2 separate regions of the Urocitellus parryii genome follow, and region 2 is linked to region 1. The links are chromatin contacts, called in public Hi-C maps. All regions are on one chromosome and are shown on one strand. Each heading gives the region's core, a stretch centred on a gene start, on an enhancer-like site or on the middle of the called end of the contact. The rest is flanking DNA. Distances are from core to core; before and after follow the strand shown. Region 1 holds the start of Cimip6 (ciliary microtubule inner protein 6). Region 2 holds the start of Sptbn1 (spectrin beta, non-erythrocytic 1).

Region 1 (4,859 bases), core at 299-2,798:
TCAAATCAAAGAGATTGGTGAAGGCTAAAATAGAAATTAGAAGGAATGATAAGGATGTCAACTAAACCTCAAGGACATGTAACAGCATAGGCAGGTTGAATTGCTCAAATAAAAAATAGTGAAAGCTAATCGCGACCAAGCAAATACTAAGCATCACACACTGCTCTTAGTACTCTGCCTGTATCAAATTATACTTCATAACAACCCTAGTGTTTTCACATTTTGTGAATGAAGACATTGAGGCTCTGTGAGGTTAAGCCACTTCCCTCTTAAACTAACTGGTTTAAGTGGTGGAGCCACTATTCAAAGTCCCATTACTTCCAGGTATCCAGTGTCTACAATCGTTAAGATAAAACCAGAGCAGTAGATGTTAGGTCACTGAGTGTCAAATCTATTCATACATTCGTCCTGCCAGGACTTTAGCTCATATGTGTACAATGGGTATTAGGCCCAATCTCCACTCTCCTACACCTCTCCAAGGAAAACTCAAATATACAAATTGACTCTGGGTTACAAAACGTATGCACTTGCACACAGCCGGAAACGCAGAAGAATTCGACTCAGTGAGGACTTTTCCTTTCCATTTCCTTCCTTATGCAGGAAAATGCGTAACAGTTATCATGGTTGATGCCAAAGACGTTTGGCTCTGGTTAGTGGAAAGTGGAAGGCAATGGTGAAATGAGGTAAGAAATTCCAGGGTCAGACATGGACGCAGTAATTGTGGGCTTCTCCCAGGAGCTTGCTCTTTTTGGATAAGTGCTACACGAACAAGTCCCAACCAGCTGGCTGCCTAAGCCTACAATCCCCTGCGCCTGATTCTGAAGGCCGCTCAGCCTTGGACAGATGCACACACCACAGGGAGCCTCATTTGCAGGAGATGAGTGTTCCCTTGTTCTATTTTAACCATTGCCACAGGGTCCGGAAAGATTTTGCTTGAAATTGGTGGTAAACAGTGACAGCCAAGCTTTCTCCTTGACCGGAGAAAGCGAATCACGACTTGCACAGTATTTAATGGCTCACGAGTAAACACGTTTTCTTCCCGCCTGCCCGCACTTCTGGAGCCAGTTCTGGCAGCTGCGGACACCGGGGCAACGTCCTGCTGGGCTCTGGAGGGAGGACGATGAGCAGACCAGAGCAGCATTTCCCTCGGCGGGGGAAGCTCCGGAAACCGACCCTCGCTGATCCCTCCCACCCAGGACCTAGTCACGGTGATAAACACCAGTCCTGGCCCTACCGGCGGAAGGGCAAGTTCAAGCGCAGGGTGTCCACCCTGCAGCGGGTTGGTGGGGCGGACGCCTAAACACCCGGCCAGGCTCGGCGCAGCTCAGCCGCGGCCCACAGAGCTGAGCCGACCGCGATCACTGCGCCTGCGCGTCCGGGTCCAGCTCTCACGCCCCTTTCCGCGGCCGTGTTGCCAGGCCGCCGTCGCTTAGCAACGCAACGCAAGAGTCACAGTTGCCTCGCTCTCGGGCCTCATTCCTAGCAAGGCTACGTCCCCGTTCTGCTGATAGAGGCTCCTCGTTGCCACGTGCCAGGCTGTAGGAGCCCATGGAAGGAAAGGAGGAAAAGCTGCAGTAAGTGCAGGGTTTGGATTTTTATTTCTCCTTCCGATAATTATTTTCCTCCTTAAGAGGGAGAGTTAGATGAAACCCGAGGGGTGGTCCCCAGCACTGTCCATGCCAAACCTCATCCAGTTCCCTTCCTAAATGCGGTTTCTAGGGGCTGAATGCTTACCATAACAATTTTTAAAATGCACCGTTGACTGCTCACAGTATTGTGTGTCAGCAACTTCACATGCATTGCCTGGCCTAAAACTCTTGAAGGCATCTTGAAATCATCCACTCCTTTTCACTTCCCACATTTAACTTATTAGCAAATTCTGTAGGCTTTACCCTTGCAAAGTATCCAGACTCTACACTGTTAATCATTTCCACTATCATCCCCACCCTGTCCCAAGCCCCAGCTTCTCACTCTTGGAGACTGCAATAGCTTTGGTTCCTTTCCCCTCTGCAGCAACTCAACATAGCAGTCAGAATTGTCTTTTTACAAGGTAGGTTAGATCACCATCCTCCATTGTGCATAGCACAGCAAAAGCCAAGGCTTCTACTTGAGGCCTACACAATTTGCCTCTCTCTCCTTACTTGACCTTGTCTACTGCTTACCTCCCTCTGGCAGGACCCTGCTCTAGTATACAGGCCTTCTTGCTGTTTTCTCCAGAGAATCTCAACGTGATTCCCAGACCATCTTAGCATCACCTGAGAACTTGTAGAAATGCAGAATCTTAGGGGATCCCCCATCTGAACACACTGAATCTGAAACTTTGGGTGTGGGACCCAATAATCTGGGCTTTAACAAGCCCTCCCACGTACGGAATGTTTTGTGATCCACTGAATCAAGGTAGCACAGCTAGTTAAGAGTGATGTGGAATCAGTGGAACCAAAGCCTGCATTTTTGTTGGTGGAAGAGTGGTTTTCAAACTTAAACATATATGAGTCAGCTAGACAGCTGGTTAAAACAGGTTCCTGGGAACCAGCCCCAGAGATGATGATTTAGTATTGAAATGATGCCTTTAAAGTTGTAGTTCTAACGAAGTCACATTGATGCCAATGAGGCTTACTCCAGCAATCACACTTCAGGAAGCACCGTGCTAAGGATGGGGACATTCCTGCTGCAAGGCTTTGCAGTTACAGTTCACTGGTTTGGAATGCTCTTCCCTCAAATATGCACTTAGCTCCCCCCCCCCCCCCCCCCCCCCGTTTCTTTTTTCAATTGCCACCTTCACAAAGCAGCCTCCACCCTACCTAAAAATGCAGCCTACCTCCCACATGCATGCACTCCTTTTCCCTGCTTTATTGTTGTCCTCACCACTTAACACCATATAAAAGACTGTGCATTTGTTATTTTATATATCATCTGCCTTCCCCTGCTAGAATGTAAGCTCTATGAGGGCAGTGATTTTTCTGTTTTCACTGCTGTATCCTCCATACCTCAAACAGCACGTGGCACATAGTGACTATTTATTGGAAGAATGAATTATTCAGGGTTATTCTCACATCTGTCATAATAGATATTGTTCTTATCAGACCAATGAGGAAAATGAAGTTCAGATATTAAATGGCAGAGTTGTGATTCCAATCCAGATCTGACTAATTGCAGAGCCCATTAGGGTTTTTATCTGTTTTCCTTCTATAAGAAATTACTGAAGAGTCATATTTCACATTTCTTTTTTTTAAATATTTTTGTTGTTGATATACACGGTGCTGAGAATTGAACCCAGTGCCTCACACATGTGAGGCAAAGGCTCTACCACTGAGCCACAAGCCCAGTCCCACATTTCTTTTTTTTTTTTTTTTTATTATTGGTCTTTCAAAATATTACATAGTTCTTAATACATCATATTACACGGTTTGGTTCAAGTGGGTTATGAACTCCCAATTTTACCCCGTATACAGATTGCTGAATCACATCAGTTACCCTTCCATTGATTGACATATTGCCTTTCTAGTGTCTGATGTATTCTGCTGTCTGTCCTATTTTCTATTATCCCCCCTCCCCTCCCCTCCCCTCCCCTTTTCTCTCTCTACCCCTTCTAATGTAAATCATTTCTTCCATTTGTATTATCTTGTCTTACCCCTCCTTTCCTCTTATATGTCATTTTGTATAACCCTGGGGATTGCCTTCCATTTCCATGCGATTCCCCTTCTCACTCCCTTTCCCTCCCACCTCTCATCCCTGTTTAATGTAAATCTTCTTCTCAAGCTCTTCGTCCCTACCCTGTCCTTGTTGACTCCCCTTATATCAAAGGAGTCATTTGGTATTTGTTTTTTAAAGATTGACTAGCTTCACTTAGCATAATCTGCTCTAATGCCATCCATTTCCCTCCAAATTCTATGATTTTGTCATTTTTTAATGCAGAGTAATACTCCATAGTGTATAAATGCCACATTTTTTTTTTTATCCATTCATCTATTGAAGGGCATCTAGGCTGATTCCACAGTCTTGCTATCGTGAATTGAGCTGCTATGAACATCGATGTAGCAGTGTCCCTGTAGCATGCTCTTATTAGGTCTTTATCTATAGTTATTTACACAAGTGCTTAACTGAAGGAGTGCATAAGTGTGTAAATAAATAGCTATTGTCCTTTGAAGACCTGGTTCTAGTACTAATGTATTGCTGGGTTACAACCATGAGAAGCAGATGGGGAAAGACTGATGCCAGGATTCTACAATGATAAATTAATTAACCTCAAAGTCACAATCTTGAAATAAATACTTATGTTTCCGGAAAGATAGTAGAAAAGGCTTAGAAGTTATTTACACTTTACCAATAATCAGTTTTTTCAAATCAGTCACAAGGATTGAATGTTATTTGTGTAGTGGAGGGACTGCAGAGGATACACAGCTAAAACAAACCCAGAGTGTGGAAAAAATCCCATCAGAGTCACCAGAAATATGTCAATATAAATGACACTTTATTCATCTGCAGGGAACAGAACCCCTTGCCCGGATATTGGGTAAATAATAAGTGAAACAATCCCTACCTCATGGAACTTATTGACTATGACTAGTAGGGTATTTCTGGTGTTTACGAAAAGCAAGTAAACAAAAAACTAGGTACATGCATTATAAACTGTGGTAAGTGTCATGAAATAAAAGGACAAATCACTAAAATAGTGAATATAGAGAGTCAGGAGGGGAAAATAGATACAAAGCTTCTGAGAAAATGACTTGTAGACTGAGATCTAAATGATCACCAGCAAGCTATGCAGGGAGCTGGGGAAGAGAAGTGCAGGCTGAGAGCACAACATGTGCAAAGGTCCTGAGGAGAAAAGAAAAGGAGAAGCTGCAGAGGTGAGGCAG
Region 2 (4,908 bases), core at 1,480-3,979, 140 kb after region 1:
TTTTCTTTTAAGACAGGATCTCACTAAATTGCTGAGGCTAGCCTGGAACTTTTGATCCTCCTGCCTCAGTCTTCCAAGCTTCTGGGATTACAGACATGCACTACCATGGCCAGTTTACAGTTGATTTTATACAGCAATAAATTAACCTTTGTTGATTTGGGAACCTTTATGAGATTTCAAAAATGTGTGTGTTACAGCTTCATAACATTACTAATGTATATGTTAACATGATTTTCTCCCTACATTTTAAATGGAAAGTTAAAGTAACAATTTATATTTGCAAAAATTTTGTAAAAAAGTACTATTTCTATGAAGACAAAGTCATGTGTAATCACACAGTTTTAAAAGTGAGATTATCAATATGTTACAGACTGATATTGGTGAATTCTAGGGTCATTTAAATTTGCCTTGATTGTAATGTGAAGATGAACTTCAACAAAGTTGCTTCTTAGATATTTGGAAATAATAATTCTGAGTTGCCACCACTAATAAAGCTTTACATTTTTTTTCTTTTGTAGATTTTTGCCTTTCATAGAGATTTCTTCTCCAATAATCTCTCTAGATTTAGATTGTCTATTCTTCGAATTGTTTCTTTTTGGTCATTGGCACCCTGGACTCTCTTGGGTGATTTTTTTTTTCACTGTAGAATGAGAATTTGAAATTGTAAAGCAAGTATGTACAGTGAAATTTTGAATACTTGTCTCACAGTTTTGGAATAATTACTGGTGCTTTGCTAGAGTAAAGCTCTAAGGTTGTGTGTGGCCCTTCTTTTTGAAGAAAATTTTAAAAACTTAAGTAGGAGTGGAATGGGGTAGGGAAAGTGAGTCATCCATCAAATGAAGATTTATTTAAATACTGTTATCTGTGATAAAGGAAGCATTTAGGAGTCACCATTTCAGAATAGCTTTGGAAGAATTTGAAGTGTGGCATTTCCCAGTATTGCCTGTTGTTTTCTTTGGTATTCCATTAACATTGTCTGGGTGGGAGGTGCTGGGGCCATAGTAAAAAGTAAATAAGTGAAAGGAAACAACTTTGATTTCTCATGGCTTTCCTGTATTACCTAAGGAGGGCAGCAACTTCTATGTTGGTTCTGTTCAATTCTATTTGAGAGATTCTTGAGAACCTCCTAAGTGCTTGCTATAAAATGAACAAAGAACAAAGACCCTGCCCTTGGAGAGTTTACTTTCTGGTTGTATTGATCAACCTTCTGAGAAAAATATTGTTTTTTAATTATTTGTTTTCCTTAATTTTTTTCCATATATATCAAAAGTAAACCTTAGTACAAACTGATGGTGAAGGCCTAAAAAGAAGAATCATCTTCAGTTTCCAGTAACAATTTCATTTAGTTTTATTCTAAAGTATTCCTTTTAAAAGTACAACAAAAATAAAAACCCATCAGACCAGGTTCTGTCGATTTGCATGATCCAAGCTACTTAACTGTCCCATATTTTTCATCCAGGTGATCAGATCTTCGGGGGAGAAAGCTCCCAGGACTTCTCCAAACAGGAAGGGCAGCCTTCTCTCAGAAAGCCTATAGTGTGCCTTGGGCACCTTACAGAGCAGGGAGAAAGCCATTTTTCTCCATCCGTTTTCTAAAGAGGGTTTCTATTCCGTGGTCATGGTGATTCACCACCTTTTCTTCCCTATAGTGGTAGTTCTAAAATTTGTACTCAGCAAGCTGGTGGGGGCAGGGTGGTAGTAGAGGGATAATAAGGGGTGCAAACATTTGAAAAGGGGCCCTTGCACTTAACAAAAACTCAAGGAAATGTCCAGAGTCTGTCTCAGGGAAAACCCAAGTCCTGAGGTCGTCTTGGGGGGCCTCCACTGCAGTAAGGACAAAGCCACTCCTGAGTATCTAGTGGCCAGCACCTGGCCTCGGGTTCAAGTTGAGCCTGTGCTTAGGTGAGAGAGGTAGGAGTTGGATAAACCACTTGCAAGGTCTGTTCCCAACTACCCTGTGGGAGAGGGTGAAAAATCATTCACGAAGGAGCTTAATACACTAACTCATGAGTAAGAACCCCGACTTCCCCCAACTCAGGGTTTCCACGGATAGGGTCAGCGTCATCTACCTTAATGCATGCAGCTCGGAACCTACAAGGCATCCTCACCCAGATCTAAAGCCAACCCAGCCAAAGACACTCTCAAACCTCCCTCAGCACTCTCCATCACGTTCTAAACGCAAACATCGCGGGCGAAAAGAGGCTGCCCAAGCCACGGAGAAAATTAGGCTGCCCTTTTCCATGGCGATAATCGAATTAGCCTCAAATTAAACGTGAAATTGGGCCTCGCTGGCTGTGGGGACAAAGCCCCCATTGTTCTTCTGTTGGGGTAGCGGCAGCAGCGGCGCCCACCCGGATCAGTCATTCCCCGCCACTAGGGACGAGGTACGAGCTGGGCCAGGGGAAGAGCCTCGGCTTGGGAAAGCGTGGACGCGCCCGAGGTTCGGCTCCAGAGCTGAACAGGCTCTGGGTGGGCGGCATCTGGCTTCGGGGCTGAGAGCGGGAGCTGAGGGAGGACTACGCAGGGAGGGAGCGAGAAGAGAGGAGAGTACGGAGGAGGGCGTTCGGGAGAGCGTGTGTGCGCGCGCCCGCAGTCGGAGCCCGCGCCGCGCCGCGTCCGCGCGCTCCCTCTCCCCGCCCCTCGCCCCCTCCCTGTCTGCTTTCTCCTCCCCTCCTCCCCCCGCCCCTCGCGCGCCCGTCCAGCCCCCGGAATCAGTGCAGCTGTTGCCGTGCAGGCTGCGGATTCCTCCAGTCCCTCCCTCGGCCGCCTCTCCTCCCGGAGCGAGCGCGCAACCCCGCGCACCAGCGCCCAGCGGTCCCGTCCTGTGAGCCCCGGCCCCAGCCGCGGACAGCCCCGCGGAGTCGCCTCCCGGCCCACCCGCCCGGCCGCCGAGGAGCGGGAGGAGGACGGGACCCCGGCGCCCCCACCCCATCCCCGGAGGTAGGTAGGGGGCCCGAGGCAGGAAGATGCCAACTCACTGGGGCTGCCTCCCGGGCAGGCTCCGCAGCGGCGACGGGCGGGCGGGCGGAAGGAGGGGCGCGGGCCCAGGGCCGAAGGACGCTGCTGCCCGCTGTTGCCCTGTGCCCGGGGAGCGGCGTGGGGGCGGGGAGGCTGCAGAGACCGGGCGGGGGCGACGCGGGGAGCCTAGGTCTCCGACGCTTATTAGAACTCCGGTGATGCGGGGCGGGGGACGGCGGACTCCGCAGTGTGGCGGCCGCAGATCCGCGGTGCGCACCGCGGCTCTTGGGCCCCATCCCCAGCGCTGCAGCGCCGATTCCTCCTCCTACCCTTCTCCTTCCAACCCCTTGAAGCGACCCTTGGCACAAGGGTGGATGCAGAGTAGGCCACTGAAGGGGATATTTTCAGGTGCCCTCCCCTTGGCCTGGCGGGTGGGGAGCGGGGGCGGCGTTGACAGGGCCCGGCTGTGCGCGTAACGGTGCCGGGGATGCGGCCAGGCGTGGTCCTGGCTGTGCGGCGCTGCAGCTGAGCTGGAGGCGGCGGCCGCGCGGCCCCCTCCCGCTTTCCCGCCCCATCCTCGCGTTCACCACCCGCTCCTCGGCTCACCACCCCCTCCGCATCGCCCCCCCCCGCCCTCCCTGTCGTCCCCACTCTCCCAGGGCTGGGCGTGAGCCGCCTCGGGGAGCCGAGCCGCCTGCGCCCGCCCATCGGCTCCTTCCACCGTCTCTTCAACAGGTTTGTACCAGCGTGGGGACCCTTCTGCCTGCCTTGGGGAGGTGGGCTGGCAGCCCTCTCGTTATCACCTTTCATACCACTCCCGTGGCCCCTTTTTTGGAGGGGTGGCTTCCCTTTGTTTTTGTGATAGGAGAGGTGCCAGGTGGTGCCATCAGATGGGGTGGGGGTTTATAGTACACAAAACGTTGTCCATTATTTTTCCAGTCAAAGCCAGAGCAGATACTGAGGAGAGGGCGAGTGTGGGGGTACTTCGACCAGAGGAGAAAAAGGGATTCGGTGGGATTTATTTGGGCGGGGATGTGCGTTTTTGGCAAGATGGATGGCTCGCGGTGCCCTCGCCGTGATGCAGCACAATGCTGCAGTATCGCAGCTTCCCCTAGTTTTCGCTGGCGGGGCTTGGCACGGCCACTCGGCGCCTGCGGCCCCCGCCCGGCCCCACCCAGGCCCCGGGGCTGCCCTAGGCCGGCGCCTGGAGTTGCTTCTACCTTGTCATGCTGCTTCAGCTGGATGTGGCTGCTGGAGGACCAGGTCACCTAGGTGTGAGGGGGAGAGAGTCTTCTTTTGGGGTGACCCCTCCTGCCCTGCCTCTTGGCTGTGCTCGAATGAAGGGGCGCCCTGCAGCACTAATGCAGGCCCAAGGAGCCGGCCAGCGGATGCGGATGGGTGTCTGATCTCCGACCAAGGGACCAGAGCCTTAGGGAGGGGCTGCAGAAGGACAGGGCCCAGTGGTGTGCGGAGGCAGTGGTGCATTCAGGTTGTCAGTCGCAGCTTTTCTGTGTATCACCCATAATCTGTATCCACAACCCAGCTGTGCATCAATTTTTTCATTTGTGAAAAGTTGTTTGTTAATTAGACCTTAACAGCTGTGACATTATTGCATCTCTTCTGTCTTTGGTCAGTACCAAGAAAATATAAAATTCCTATAGGAAATCATTTTTTTAAAATGAAATAATTAATACATTTAGTTCTTAGGTTACTGGGAACATTTATAATGATTTTAGCATTCCATAGGTTGTTTCAAAGGAATTTATGTTTCTGATGAATAGTAATTGGTTCTTTTAACCTGTTTTTGCGATTTTATCATTTGCTTTTTGTGCAAGTCAAGTACAACTGCATATTTGTATTCTTTTTGAAGGATTATTAGGGTAGATAAATGTCATGATTAGTAATTAATTAGTATTCAGATTTTATTGATTTTAATAGGTTAAGTCTCCA

The links. Hi-C and Micro-C count contacts between places; a contact is called where the count stands out from the background.
Region 2: a Hi-C map of liver shows a contact between it and region 1, with 6 times the contacts expected there. The contact joins the promoter of Sptbn1 here to the promoter of Cimip6 in region 1. A contact is called at or near these places in 2 of 2 Hi-C or Micro-C datasets (liver and muscle).

The regions. Positions count from the first base shown.
Region 1 is chr12:75,129,235-75,134,093 of mUroPar1.hap1, forward strand. Cimip6 (ciliary microtubule inner protein 6) reads left to right here and starts at 1,549. Exons shown (of 5, transcript XM_026399932.1): 1 at 1,549-1,574. The coding sequence starts at 1,549.
Region 2 is chr12:75,271,778-75,276,685 of mUroPar1.hap1, forward strand. It overlaps Sptbn1 (spectrin beta, non-erythrocytic 1), which reads left to right and starts at 2,730. Exons shown (of 36, transcript XM_026399890.2): 1 at 2,730-2,940.